Regions from separate parts of the Mus musculus genome. Here regions 2, 3, 4 and 5 are each linked to region 1. A link is a contact called in public promoter capture Hi-C data. All regions are on one chromosome and are shown on one strand. Each heading gives the region's core, a stretch centred on a gene start, on an enhancer-like site or on the middle of the called end of the contact. The rest is flanking DNA. Distances are from core to core; before and after follow the strand shown.

Region 1 (2,700 bases), core at 188-2,687:
CCTCTCCATACCTCACTGTCCTTTCTTCATAATACTTCTTCCCGTTTGACAACGATATACTGTATACTGGAACTCTCACAATTACTCCTATTATTTAGGTTTTTTTTAAAGATTTATTTATATTATTTATATGAGTACACTGTAGCTGTCTTCAGACAGACCAGAAGAGGGTATCAGATCCCGTTACAAATGGTTGTGAGCCACCATGTGGTCACTGGGAATTGAACTCAGGACCTCTGGAAGAGCAGTCAGTGCTCTTAACTGCTGAACCATCTCTCCAGCCCACTCCTATTATTTAGTATCTATTACCTGCCTCCAACCTCTACCCTGGCAGAGGAAAACCCATAAAGGCAAGAATAATGCTCTATTTTATTCCCTCATGTAATCTGGACAGAATCTGGCCCTGATATAAGTATTCAACGCACATTTGAATGAATGTTTCAACAGAAGGTAAGGAAAATAGGGAGAGGTTGAGGTAGTAAAAGGGGAAATTAATATTAATAAATTAAAACATGTCCAGTCGGGCGTGGTGGTGCACGCCTTTAATCCCAGCACTTGGGAGGCAGAGGCAGGCAGGCGGATTTCTGAGTTTGAGGCCAGCCTGGTCTACAGAGTGGGTTCCAGGACAGCCAGAGCTATACAGAGAAACCCTGTCCCCCCAAACAAAACAAAACAAAACAAAACAAAACAAAACAAAACCTGTCCATCTTGATTATAAGCAAGCATAAACTATCCTATATTTAAGCTTTACGAAATTTTGCACATCTTTAAGAAGCAACAAAGCCAATCAATCGGTCACGGTTAGCTGTGGGCTAAGTCTAAGAATAATTAATAATAAGGTACTGAGTTGTAGTCCGAGCGGCTGTGTGAATGTCACTAATAGAGTATTGTTAACTCTCATGACGAAAGAATGTTATGGTACCAAACACACAGACTCATCTGTAGCGCTCCACTTAATTGTTCCACAGCCAAATGAAACCATTCTGAACTTGCTCTTGCCCCATGTGTCTGTTCTTTAGGAACCCTTACAGAAGAATTTATTTTACTCATGTATTTATTTGTTTTGAGGAAGGATCTCATGGGTAGCTGAGGTGATGTTGAAATCGCCGCAATTCTCCTGCTTCAGCTCCCACGATGCCGAGATTATTGGCGAGCACCACCACACCCGCAGCAATAATTTTCGAATCCCTGTTATCCAGAGAGGGGCTTGGCCACAGAGCTCAAAAGAAGCTGTTAAGCAAATTTTAAAAAGCCAAAAGGCAATGTGTCCATATCGCCAATTACTTCCGAGGCGTTGGGTGTAGCCCCAAAATTACTCGCCCCTACACATCTTAAGCGCAGCTTTCCCACGCAGAACGGTCCCGCGGAGGCCCAGGCCTTTTACGTCATCTAGCTGCGACCCGGGGAGGGAGGCGGGCTGGACGAGGTCCGGTCACGTGGCTGAGTGGGCGGGGCCTCCCGTTCATATCCCAGTGTCCCCTGTACTAACTTCCTTTCTGACCCTTTCCGGGCGTTCAAGATGTCGAAGCGAGGTGAGGAATTTTGAGTTTGGGGATCCGTTGGCATCTGCCGCGCGGGATGGCCCGCCCATCCCTTGGCGACGGCCCCCGGCGGCGGTGATAGTTTACAGTCCCGGGGCCGGAGATAGAGAAGATGGGGGCACCGCGGAGGCCTAGAGGGAGCCCTGAAAGAGGGCGATGCCAATGGTGTTGAGCTGGTGTAGGAGCGGAGCATGGGGCCGAACGGAGAACGTGGGGTCGACGGGACTGCGCGATATCTGCGGTCCCCGCAAATGCAGACGAGGTTGGAGCCTCGCAGTCTCCTTCTTCCGCAGGAGGATGCAAATAATGGGCACGGCCGGGTCCCGTGACAAGTGCGTGGTAGCCGGGGAGCGGCCGGCCCTCGCCGAAGCGTGTGCGGTGGGTTATAGTTGGGAACTGTGAGACCGAATGTGGACCCTTGTCCTGTCTGTTTCCCTCCCCGCAGGACGCGGTGGGTCCTCCGGGGCGAAATTCCGGATTTCCCTGGGTCTTCCGGTCGGAGCTGTGATCAACTGTGCAGACAACACAGGTGAGGCCTTCGGCCGCGTCCTGCCACCGTCCCCTTTTAAAAGCACTCAGTGAGCCTTTTGCTAGTGACCCACTGAGCCGTCAAGAAGGGGCAGAGTGAAAAACACCACTTTTGGGTGAAGTGGCAACGTGTTGTGTTGTTTAACTTCAATCGGTGTTGTGACAAGACACTTCTGAAAGATTACTTACAAGCCCGATGAGTTTTACGAAAACGGTTTGTTTTGGTTTGTTTGTGTTCATGCTTTTCTGAGACTGAGTTACTTGGTGTATAGCCTTGCTGACTCTATATTGTGAATTCTGCCGGTCTCATACAAAATTTACTTTTGTTTGTTTTTTTCCTATAGGAGCTAAAAACTTGTATATCATCTCTGTGAAGGGAATCAAGGGACGGCTGAACAGACTTCCTGCTGCTGGTGTTGGGGACATGGTGATGGCCACAGTTAAGAAAGGCAAACCAGAACTAAGGAAAAAGGGTGAGCGGGGAGGAGAGCTTGTTTTTTTGTTTGGTTGCTTGTTTTGGTTTGTTTGTTTGGTTTTTTTTTTGACAGTGTTTTTCTGTGTAGCCCTGGCTGTCCTGGAACTCACTTTGTAGACCAGGCTGGCCTCGAACTCGCCTGCCTCTGCCTCCCAA
Region 2 (2,700 bases), core at 65-2,564, 1.3 Mb before region 1:
TTCACCCCAGGGTGATGAGTGAAAGGCCCAGCCCCTGGCTCCTCACACCTCTCACCTGAGACTGGGTGTGTGGATCAGGCTCTGGATCAGGAACAGAAAGGAACCGTCCCAACACACACACACACACACACACACACACACACACACACACTGCCTCCCGCTCGAATACACATACCATCCTTATCACACAAACGTGCACAAGCACACCATCCTTATCACCCCCACAGACACTTGCACACACGTATGCACATGCGCATGTACACACACACCATCCTTATCACCCCCCACAGACACATGCACACACGTATGCACATGTGCATGTACACACACACACACACACACACACACACACACACGCACGCACACCTTATCATCGCAGTCATCTAACTCTAGATGACAAATGTAACTGAATCAGGTCATTTAACTTACCTCAGGAGCCAGGCTTACCACTGAGGCCAAGGCCCCTCTTCCCAAAGAAGTACTTAGGAGGTTTGAGATGAAGAGGTGGGGTAGGTTTCCCTCGACCAGTGGCAACTGGTGCTGGGATTAAATGCCAGCATTCTTGGCTGTTTCTAAGCTCTGCCACGTACCTCCCTTCTCCTCAACTCACAGGGGGCATTGACGGGCCTTCCAGGCCAGCCAGAATGGGAACTAAGTTGCAGGGAGGAGGGTGTTTGGGAAATGTGGCCGAGGGAAGGTAGGTGTACCTTACCAGAGGTCTGCAGGCTTTCCTGGATGGCTTCGATTTCCGACAGCTCCGTGCACACGCCTTGCCCGTGCATCAATGTACGCAGGGGCTTCTCCACCCCCCGGGGAGGGTAGCAGCGCATGCCTGAGCCACAGCGTGGGGTGTACACCCCGCAGGGCATCCCCAAGCCCAGGGCGCAAGTGGCGCAACAACCGCAGCCTGGCTCCCGCACCAACTCCTCGCAACCCACGGGGGGGCGGCAGCGCGCCAGCTTCTCCTCGGAGCAAGGGGGGCAGTGGATGGCTTCGTCGCCCAGGCTCGGCCGAGGCCCTGCGGCCAGCAGCAGGGCGGCCACGAGGCCGAAGGGCAGCATGGCGAGGACGAGGGTGGGGCGCAGGAGGGGAGCGCGGGCTCGCGAGCGGGCTGCAAGGGACCCGGAGGCAGCGCCCAGAGAGCTTAGAGAACCAGACCCGGAGGGCGCAGGGACACGGGGCGACCCCGGCAGGCAGAGACGGAGCCGGGGAAGTTAGCAAGCACGCTGGAGCAGAGCGAGCCTGGCCACCGAGGCGCTGCGCTGCATCCTCGGCCGGCCCAGCAGGCGGCGGGGGGCAGGGGGCTGAGCGGCTGCCCGGGACCGGCTCCCGGGACTTTATACCGGCCCCCTGGCCACACCCCCAGCGCCGTCCCCGAGGTGGGAGAGCAGGGGAGGGCGAGGGGGAACTGGAGCAATGGAGCGGGAGAAGAGGCCGTTAGGGGGGAGGGGGCGCTGGCCTGAGTCGCCGCCACCGCTACAACATCTGAAAGTCCTTTGCCCCGCCGAAGAAAGCGACGCAGTTTGGAAGCGGTGGCCTGCGCGCGGAGAGCCTCTGAGCTGGACCCTGAAGAGGAAGCAGGGCGAGGGGAAACGAAGGGGATGTTGCTTTGCCCCCCTCCCTCGACCTCGAAGGAGTCCTTCCCAGACACCTAGGAGATCCTCCTGCTGCCACAGAAAACCTGACCTCATAGCGGATTCAAGATTCTCTTGTTCAGTTCCCATCCCTGGCCAGAGTCCTCCGGTCACCCCCACCCACCCCCCGGGTATGTCCAGTCAACCTCTAGAGACCGCGCTAAAGTGGGACAAGGCGACTAAGCACTCTGTAAAGGGTCCAGGAGAGTTCTGGCCTCAAGGTGCTAATAGGCAGTCTTCTCACTTGCCCCTGAACCCCTGTCGCTTGACCCCCGCCCCTGGTTCCATTTGGGCCTTGCTGCACTCTGCTTCCAGAACTCCAGAACAAAGTGCCAAGCCTCTTCCTCCTTCCTAGATGTTGTTCCCTCTACCGCCCTGCTTAGATTCTGGAAGGAGACTGCCATTGGCTTTGTACAAGATGTGAGTCGAACAACTCCAGGGGGCTCCACTTCATGTACTCATTGTGTGTTTGCATAGTTACTGCAACAGTTTCCCAGTAGATGGCAGTCAAAGATTTCCAGAAAGAGAAGCGGCCTTTTAATTTTCCCGACGCCACTTTGCCCCTGGGTGATAAAGGGATTATTGATAAATATATCCCTTCCCCTCGCAGCAATTCTGTTGGAAACGGGAATTGATCTAGAGTCGCGTTTGGAGGAGAGACCCACCTCCTACCACCTTCTTTTTCATTTCTCCCTACGCCTCCTCATCCTCCCCAACCAAGGAGTTCGCTTCTTGTGTCTGTCCAGGCACAGTCGGAGGACCGAAGGATTTTGCGGGTGGATGGGGTCCGGAAGGGTTGGGCTAAACATCCAAGGAGCAACCAACCTAAAGATTTCCTAGACCTCTTCCGGTTCTTTGTCCCAGAGTCGGGGTCTTTCAGCCTCGGAGGAATTAGGCCACCTCCCACTTTCTGCACCGCAGACTGTTGGCGCGGTTGGAGGGAGAAAGGCACCAAGACCCGGACCTGGAAGACTGATCAAAAAGTTGCGAACTGACGGCACCTACTGGCAACCTCTAAGACTGCAGGAGGGTTGAAGTGATAGGATTCCTTCCCTCAGTCCCATCG
Region 3 (2,700 bases), core at 124-2,623, 1.2 Mb before region 1:
GGGCAGCCTGGCCTATACGGTAAGGTCCTGGCCAGCTTGAACTACACAGCGAGACTCTGTCTCGGAACAAAGTAAGAATCTTAGAGTTTAGCTGGCTCAGGTGACAGACCAAGAGATCTTAGCCCAAGTGACCTACATGGCTCATCCAAGGTCCAATAGTGGCAGAACCAAAAGCCCCCCCCCCCCAAAGCCATATTTGTTGTCCCCTAAAAGCCGAAGTTATCTCCCTCTGGCCCACAAGACCCTTCAAAAATGGGGTCAGTTGGTTGTGGTGGACCTAGTCTTCAGTTTGAGGAGTCTGCCAGGAGATAGGGTTCCCATGATTGATCTCTCTGGCTCCCTCAATTAAAAAAAAAAATGTAGCTCTAGTTAGCCTCCGTCCATCGCCAGATGGAGACATGGCTATGGGATGGGCATGGGGGGTAAGGGATGGAAAGAGAAGGCAGGAAGGACCCAACAAGGGGTGTGGCCCTGGATCTATTTCCAGGGTGGAGCCGGACCACAGGTCACCCTGTCCCTTTAAGAGAAGGGGGAGAGCTAGCCCCTCTCAGCCATACTTGTCCTATCATCCATCCCGGCCAAAGCCAAAAAGGAAAATGAAAGAGGGACCCAGAGGGACAGGTCCCAGCTGTCTCTCAAGGTCCTCCGCTCAGCTCTAAGGCCCAGGTCCCGGGGTAAGTGGGGTTGGGGACATCTAGAGGCCACTAAGGGTCTACAGGGACGGGACGTGGTGTATTCTGTGTGTCTGGGGAGGCTTACAAGAGATGCTTGATAATTGCTATCAGAGAGGAGTCGAGGGGGCTGTGCCCGGTCTCCTTGGCTGAGGTTGGTGAGGAAGGGAAGATTGAGGGCGGGCGAGAGATCCTAAGTTGGAAAAACAGGCTTCTGTGTCAGCTTCCAACCCCAAAAGGCGTTCCCTGCTGCGAGGTGAGAGAGAAAGGAGACAGTGGGGGCTCACCCGGCCTGGCCCTCCCCTTGCTCCCAGGGGTCTCAAACAGAAGGAACGTAGAATTCTAGACTCCAGTAGCCGCTCTTGCTCCTGGCACAAAAAGCCAGGCCAGCAAGGTTGGCCCTGAAGAAGAACCTAGAATCTGGGGAACCTTAGGGTCTCCCTAGCCAAGCAGGCCCAGGCCAGGTGTGCGGGGAAATCCCTCCTCAGCACCCCTCTATGCCCATATGAAGGAATCCCATAGCTGAGGATGGACTATCCTCACACTCTGACATTAACTCATTAAACCCCAGAAAATATTCTTTCCCTGGCGCCCTCCGAGATTGTTGAGGGACGGGGGTGGGGGTGGGGGTGGGGGGTGGCGGGGGACAGGGGGTATTCAGCCCGCCCCAGCCTGTGACTACCCCCTTTCCTCGTCCCCAGCGTCATGGGGGAGTGGGCGTTCCTAGGCTCCCTGCTGGACGCGGTGCAGCTACAGTCGCCGCTCGTGGGTCGTCTCTGGCTGGTGATCATGCTGATCTTCCGCATCCTGGTGCTGGCCACGGTGGGAGGTGCGGTGTTCGAGGACGAGCAGGAGGAGTTCGTGTGTAACACGTTGCAGCCCGGCTGTCGCCAGACCTGCTACGATCGCGCCTTCCCGGTGTCCCACTACCGCTTCTGGCTCTTCCACATCCTGCTGCTGTCGGCGCCGCCGGTGCTGTTCGTCATCTACTCCATGCACCAGGCCAGCAAGGAGGCGGGTGGTGCGCAGCTGGCCCCGCCGTGCGCGCGCGGGCGTGCCGAGGCGCCGTGCTCCCCGTGCGCCCTGCGCGCTCGCCGCGCGCGCCGCTGCTACCTGCTGAGCGTGGCTCTGCGCCTGCTCGCCGAGCTGGCTTTCCTGGGCGGCCAGGCGCTGCTCTACGGCTTCCGCGTGGACCCGCACTACGCGTGCGCCGGGCCACCTTGTCCGCACACGGTCGACTGTTTCGTGAGCCGGCCCACCGAGAAGACCGTCTTCGTGGTCTTCTACTTCGCCGTCGGGCTGCTGTCGGCGCTGCTCAGCGTGGCGGAGCTGGGTCACCTGCTCTGGAAGGGTCGCCAGCGCGCCAAGCTGCTCCCGCCGCCGCCGCCGTCGCCCTCTTTGCCATCGCAGCGCGGGGACCCCGACCCTTTCGGCCCGCCAGCCTACGCGCACCGCTCACCGGCAGGCGACAGCGAGGGCGAAGGCGGCAGCGGCCACAGCAAAGCGTCGCTGGCTACCGTGCGCCAGGACCTGGCCATCTAGCGGCGAGATCGGAGGCTGGATATCAGCACCCGGGTCCTTGGAGGCAGAAGGCTTTGCTTCTGAAAGACTGCGTAGGACCCTGCCTGAGCAGAAGATGAGCAGAGGGGACCGCCAGGGTTCGGGTGGGGGAGGTGTCGCACTTCCTAGTGCTGGTTACGGCAGCCGTGTTAAATCAGGGAGGCTCCTCGGTGCTGTGATCCCTGCGGAAAGGGAGGACGCCAAGGGCTCCCCTGAGAGGCGGCAAACCGGCCGTGGGTGACCTGATTGTTGCACCGGGGACAAAAATCAACAGTGATGGCAACATTCCCAGGTTCCCTGCTAATTCAGAGAAGAGTGGTTTTCCGTGAGCGCTCTGCACACACTCTCTCTGGACACACTCAGATGGGTTGGCTGCTCAAGCATAGTAAACCTCTATGAGCTGTGTGTATTTGCATGTGTATGCTTGTGAGGGTCCGCACATGCGTGTGTCCACACGTATACATCTCCC
Region 4 (2,700 bases), core at 118-2,617, 1.1 Mb before region 1:
GGAGGCAGAGGCAAGTAGATCTCTGCGAGTTCAAGACCAGCCTAGTCTACATAGTGAGCACTAGAACAGCCAGGGCTGTTTCAGAGAGAAACCCTGTCTTGAAAGAAACAAAACAACAAACAAACAAATATAGTTTACGGGGCTGGGCAGTCATAGTGGCCCACGCCTCCCTCTGAGGTAGAGGCCAGCGGATCACTGTGAGTTCCGGGCCAATCTGGTCTACAGACTCTGAGTTCCAGGACAGTGAGGGTTACACAGACAAAGTGTCTCAAAAAAAAAAAAGAAAGAAAGAAAGAAAAGAAAAGAAAGAGAAAGAGAAAAAGAAAGAAGAATTTCAGGGATCAGATGTAGCAGGTGGATCAGGATTTAAAGGCCAGCAGAAGCGGGGACAGAGGTAGATTCCAGTGCACACCAGCTTCCTCCAGCTCCTCGTTTCAATATTATCCTTCCAGAATATGCCTTCCTAATCAGTAACTCGACCGCACACACAGCCTACGTCTAGCGAGCGCCTTCAGATTTTCATCTTCCCTCAATTTCACGCCGCTCCAACAGGGATCCTTCAACTGCAGGTGCTTCCAAGAGCATCTCAGAACATCACTCCGACTCCCTCTCATCCCACACTCTCAACATCTCCCCCAGTGTAAACACGTTCGCTCTCAATCCTCCTCCTCACCCCGATCAATCCCGAAACGTCACACCGATCCTCCTAAACTCGAGAGCATCCTGCCAATAATTACCTTTCCCCAACAGGTCCTCCCTTCCCCATCTCCCCCTCCGCGCACGGCTCCCCTCCTACCTCACCCAGAGTTGCCAGTCTTACTCACCTCACCCAACCCTTCAGGATCTCTAATTTCCTGTCTCTCAAAAAACCTCCCTCCTGCCCATTTGCTCAGTCGGTCCCCGCCGCCCTCCACTCGGATGGCCCACGCCCCCTCTCCAGGGTCTCCAGGCCCCGCCCCCAGGACCCCCTCTCCGCATCAGGCCCCTCCTCCGGTGTCCCTCCCCCCCCCCACCACAGTCCCCCCTTCCCGGCTCTCCCTCCCACTCAGGTCCGCAGGTCACCTCAGCGGCGGGCTCAGCCGCCCCGGCGTCTTTCCCACTCGGCGGGGGGCTGCTCCGGGAGCGAATCCTCCGTCACCTCAGTCCTGGTTTAGTCCTGCTCGTTCGCCCCGCGGCAAGCTCTCTCGCTCTCTCTCGCTCTCTCTCTCTCTCTCTCTCTCTCTCTCTCTCTCTCTCTCTCTCTCTCTCTCTCTCTCTCTCTCTCGCCGCCGCCCCTTTTACCAACCCGGAAATGGATCCGCTCCCACCGTCCCCAGCGTCCGCGAACAAAATGGAGGCGGGGGAAAAGGAGGAGGGAGCCGAGGGCCGAGGGCCGCGGGACGCATGCGCTCAGGGAAGCCTGCCCTCTACCGGCGCACGTGGGGGCGGAGCGCCACCATCTTGAGAAGGTCGCGAGTCCGCAGTTGGAAGTCCCGTTTGCATCTTGGGACTGCAACTGGGGCCGCCTGCGAGGCTTTCAGTAACGAGTGATGCCAGGATTCGGTCCATGAGATGCTTATTTAATTGGTTGGATGCGGCCTGAGCGTCTCGACCTTTAAAATTGCGCAGGTAGAGAACCAGTGAGCTAACTGATGTATCTCAAGTATGTTTTCTTTCGTGTTTATTTTTTTGCGCGCACACACACACACCATAAGCCCTAATATGGTCTAGAGTACCCTTGAAGAGGCCCAACAGACAAGCTCTGGTTGTCATAGCAACAGAGAGGCGAGCTTCTTCTAGCAGGTCATTGGTTAGGTCGTTGTAACCACTTAACTAGTGATCCCCAGCTCGGTAGGCTGAGGCATGGTGTTGTGAACTCCTCTATAGGTGCTTGGATGAGAGAGGGGAGTCCTTGTCGCTTGCTGGTTTCCATTGCTTAACTCTGTTGCCGATGACTAAGGATCTCATCTTCATACACAAAGCTCGCCACCACACCAAGCAACCCCATTGCTACCCTATGTCTCACTGCTTCTCCATCCAGTCAACCCAGTGACCAGGGCTGAACCTCAAGTAAAAGGCCAATATCAGCTAGCACTTAATCCCCACTCACTAACTGTGTGTTCGTGGGTCTCAGCTACCTCATAGTGTTTGTCCTTTCTCACAGTGCTTGAAGGCTCATCAGGTAATGAATGAATGGGAAAGCATGTGATAAGCCATAGCCTGTTATTATTTTTGTTTTCCCTCTGTTCTGCCCCACCCACTAGTGCTAAATGTCACATTGAACATTTGCTTTGGGCCATTCATTGAGCTCTGTACCTGGGGATGGTTCCAGATGTGACTCAAGCAGACAGCTTCTGCCCTCCGGGAGCTCACCATGCTGGTGTATGGTGCTCATGCGGGCTGGCATGTAAACAGACAGCTGACGTCCAAGTCAGTGTGCGATTAGAGTTGTGACATGTGCCGGGATGTCACAGGAGTGATGAATTCCTGCTGAAGAATGAGAAGAGATTTGTAAATGGTTTGAACTAGCCCCTGCAAGATGAGTAGAATTTTGCTGGGCTCTGTAGCTCAGAGGAGGCAGAGGCAGGCAGATCTCTTAGCTGGGGGCCACCCTGGTCTACAGAGCAAGTTCCAGGACAGCCAGGACTGCACAGAGAAATTCTGCCTCAGAACACCAAAACAAACAAAACAAGAAGAAGAAGGGGGCTGGAGAGATGGCTC
Region 5 (2,799 bases), core at 298-2,797, 1.4 Mb before region 1:
CGTGGAAGGCAGAGGAAAGATTTTGAGTTCCAGACCAGCCTGAACTACGTAGTAAGATCCTACAAACACACACACACACACACACACACACACACACACACGCATCATAACCATAATTATAAAATCCTATAATTCTGGGGAGATATAATAGTAGACAGCATTATTTGAAAAGTGCTGCAGGCCGGGTGTGGTGGCGTACGCCTTTAATCCCAGCACTCGGGAGGCAGAGGCAGGCAGATTTCTGAGTTCGAGGACAGCCTGGTCTACAGAATGAGTTCCAGGACAGCCAGGGCTACACAAAGAAACCCTGTCTCGGAAAACCAAAAAAAAAAGAAAAAAGGAAAGGAAAGAAAAGTGCTGCAGGACCTGTTCGGGACCCTGGATTCAATCCCTAGCGCCTCACAGAAGTAAAAAGAACAAGAAAGAATGCCATGCCGCTGTCCACTTAGAACTCAATCAATTCCCCTTTTTTAAGCCAATTTTGTGCCAGCCCTTTCCCACCACAGCATGCAGACACCGCTGAGTTTCAGAGAACTAACTGCCCAGCTGGGAATGGCACCTTGCAGCATGCATGCGCGTGCACACATGCTCCGGAGCACTGTGCCTGTACCCCCTTTTCCACCATTCCATAGTCCTTGCTAAGACCGGGAAGTAACAAGGCTGGAATTACTGGGCAGAGGAAGAAGCCACTGGATCCCTGCTGTAATTGTGTGGATCCTACATTCACCTTCTCTATGCTCTTTGTGTTAAAAAAAAAACATTTTCAGATCATTCCCTTATGCTATGCATTCATCTGAAAACAAAACAAAACAAACCTCTCCTTTAGTCTTTCCTTACAATACCGGTTCATTTCGATAATTTCACCAGAGTATGAAAATATTGGGCGATGGAAGAACTGGACAGTATTATCACTTATCACTTCTAAAGATACCTCACTTCCTGTTGTCACAACCAGGATAAGGGCCAACAGGTAGTCCCAGCATTCAGCCAGTTTCTCTAGATGCTAACATTGACCTTAGATAACCACAGATGCTCTGTTCATTTTTCCTCCACCGTGACGTGACCCACACTAGCCAAGTGTTCTCTACTTTGTATAATCCGCCAAAGTATTCGTTAATTAGTTTAAAAAAAAAATAGCCCTGGAATGGTCCAGAAAGGTGGCTCCACGCACACTCACTGAACAATTACATGTCTAGCCCTTAGAAATCATTGGTAATTATGAAATTGTCCGGTCCAGATGCCTAAAACTTTGTTTTCAAGACTTTCCAAGATAGCAGATGGCCCAATCCCATATAGAGGGTATCAGATACAGGACCGGCTTGGGAAAGTTCCAGGAGGGCATCACAAAGAAACACTGAACTGTTTAAAGACAAGCGAGGCTGAGCTGAACTGGCCCTCCTGGGAAGGGATGTGAATTGTCACAGGTATGCCAGCTGGAAGGAGTGAGCTGACATCTGAGGACCCTAGGCGCAGAAACCCGCCGCCATCACTCGACCTCTAGAAACATCTGGGAAAACTACAAAACTCCCGTGTTGCTTTTCGCTTAGGCGGAGGCAGGGGAGCCCCGCTGGGCGCCAGCAAGGACCTAAACGCAGCGACCCGGGTCCTCCCCGCCTACATTCTCCATCTTCTCCATTCATACGTCCATCAGCGGAGGACTGAAGACCAGAGCGAAGGGAAAAGCCAGAGTGCATGGTGTGTGGGAACTGCGTCCCACCCTCTCCCGGGAGAGGCTCCGGCGAGCCTTTCCCCTCCGGCGCCCGCCTCACGCGGCGGCGCCCACCGCCTCAGTGAAGCCCCGGGCGCGCAGTCTGCGCAGTTCCTGCCGCCGGGCCGCGAACCAGGGCCCGCAACGCGGCCCAGCCTTCTCCGCCCTCCTCGCCGTGACGAATCGGCGCCCGACTGGGACGGGATCCAAATTGGAAGACTTCTGAGGAAACCCAGGAGCCTGACGAAATTTTTTTTAAAAATCCTTGGCGCCCTAAGCCTCGCCGCGTGCTCACTGGAAGGGCTGTTCGTCTGCCGGGAGCCGGCCGCGGCCGGCAGACAATTCCCGGGAGCGTGTGGAAAGTGCGAGCGCGGAAGCTCCGGCGCGAGGGGCGGGGCGAGCGCGGGACAAAGGGAAGCGAAGCCGGAGCTGCGGGCGCCTGCTCGGCCCGCGGGTGAGTGTTTCCCAGTGGGCCCAACCCGGTCGGGGAAGGGTGGCGAGCGGTGGTGTTTCTGCTTGGCGGGACCCCGAGCTCCCGCGGGGTGCTGGGGTTCGGCCTCGGCTGCGAGGCGGGAGCTAGAGCCGGTGCGGCCTCGGTGAGGCCTAGCGGCGGCGGGGCAACCCCGTCCGGAACAGCTCCTCGGAGGCGCCGGTAGTCCCTTTCCGCGGGACTCCCGACGCCGGTGAGCACCAATGCACAACCCCCTGCAGGGGAGTTTCCAGAAAAGCTCGCCCTCCGCCCGCCACAAAACTCCAGGGAAAGGATCTCCGGAAACCCTCTGGGCAAGGCCAGCGGGGATCCTCACCCACCACGAAGGTGGTCGTCCCCCCCCCCCTTTGTTTATTTTTATTTTTTATTTGGTTCAGGCAGCGACTTAAGGATTCCCGGGGTGGCCTGGAGTGAAGTCTGAGACGGTGTGGGTTGGGTTTAAACCCATCTCTGACAATTCCGGGTCTCTGGCCTTAGACACTTAATCGCCCCGAGACTGTTTTCTTCCTTTGTAAAATGGGGACAGTCATACGCATCGGGTAGGGTCGTTGTGACTAGTGAGTAAGACTGTGTTATAAGCCTGACCAGTAAGGTAATTAAT

The links. Promoter capture Hi-C pulls out the DNA fragments that hold promoters and counts their contacts.
Region 2: a contact with region 1 is called in a promoter capture Hi-C map of pre-B cells, with 3 times the contacts expected there. The contact joins the promoter of Igfbp4 here to the promoter of Rpl23 in region 1. A contact is called at or near these places in 3 of 39 promoter capture datasets (erythroid cells, liver and pre-B cells).
Region 3: a promoter capture Hi-C map of liver shows a contact between it and region 1, with 2.9 times the contacts expected there. The contact joins the promoter of Gjd3 here to the promoter of Rpl23 in region 1. A contact is called at or near these places in 2 of 39 promoter capture datasets (liver and pre-B cells).
Region 4: a promoter capture Hi-C map of liver shows a contact between it and region 1, with 2.7 times the contacts expected there. The contact joins the promoter of Wipf2 here to the promoter of Rpl23 in region 1.
Region 5: a promoter capture Hi-C map of erythroid cells shows a contact between it and region 1, with 11 times the contacts expected there. The contact joins the promoter of Smarce1 here to the promoter of Rpl23 in region 1. A contact is called at or near these places in 2 of 39 promoter capture datasets (erythroid cells and pre-B cells).

The regions. Positions count from the first base shown.
Region 1 is chr11:97,781,176-97,783,875 of GRCm38.p6, reverse strand. Rpl23 (ribosomal protein L23) reads left to right here and starts at 1,437. Exons shown (of 5, transcript NM_022891.3): 1 at 1,437-1,532; 2 at 1,987-2,070; 3 at 2,414-2,542. The coding sequence starts at 1,520. It overlaps Snora21 (small nucleolar RNA, H/ACA box 21), which reads left to right and starts at 2,110; the gene lies at 2,110-2,237.
Region 2 is chr11:99,039,858-99,042,557 of GRCm38.p6, reverse strand. It overlaps Igfbp4 (insulin-like growth factor binding protein 4), which reads right to left and starts at 1,314. Exons shown (of 4, transcript NM_010517.4): 1 at 713-1,314. The coding sequence starts at 1,061.
Region 3 is chr11:98,981,693-98,984,392 of GRCm38.p6, reverse strand. It overlaps Gjd3 (gap junction protein, delta 3), which reads left to right and starts at 1,373. Exons shown (of 1, transcript NM_178596.3): 1 at 1,373-2,700. The coding sequence starts at 1,377. The coding sequence ends at 2,213.
Region 4 is chr11:98,862,265-98,864,964 of GRCm38.p6, reverse strand. It overlaps Wipf2 (WAS/WASL interacting protein family, member 2), which reads right to left and starts at 1,367. Exons shown (of 8, transcript NM_197940.2): 1 at 1,063-1,367.
Region 5 is chr11:99,229,765-99,232,563 of GRCm38.p6, reverse strand. It overlaps Smarce1 (SWI/SNF related, matrix associated, actin dependent regulator of chromatin, subfamily e, member 1), which reads left to right and starts at 1,547. Exons shown (of 11, transcript NM_020618.4): 1 at 1,547-2,162.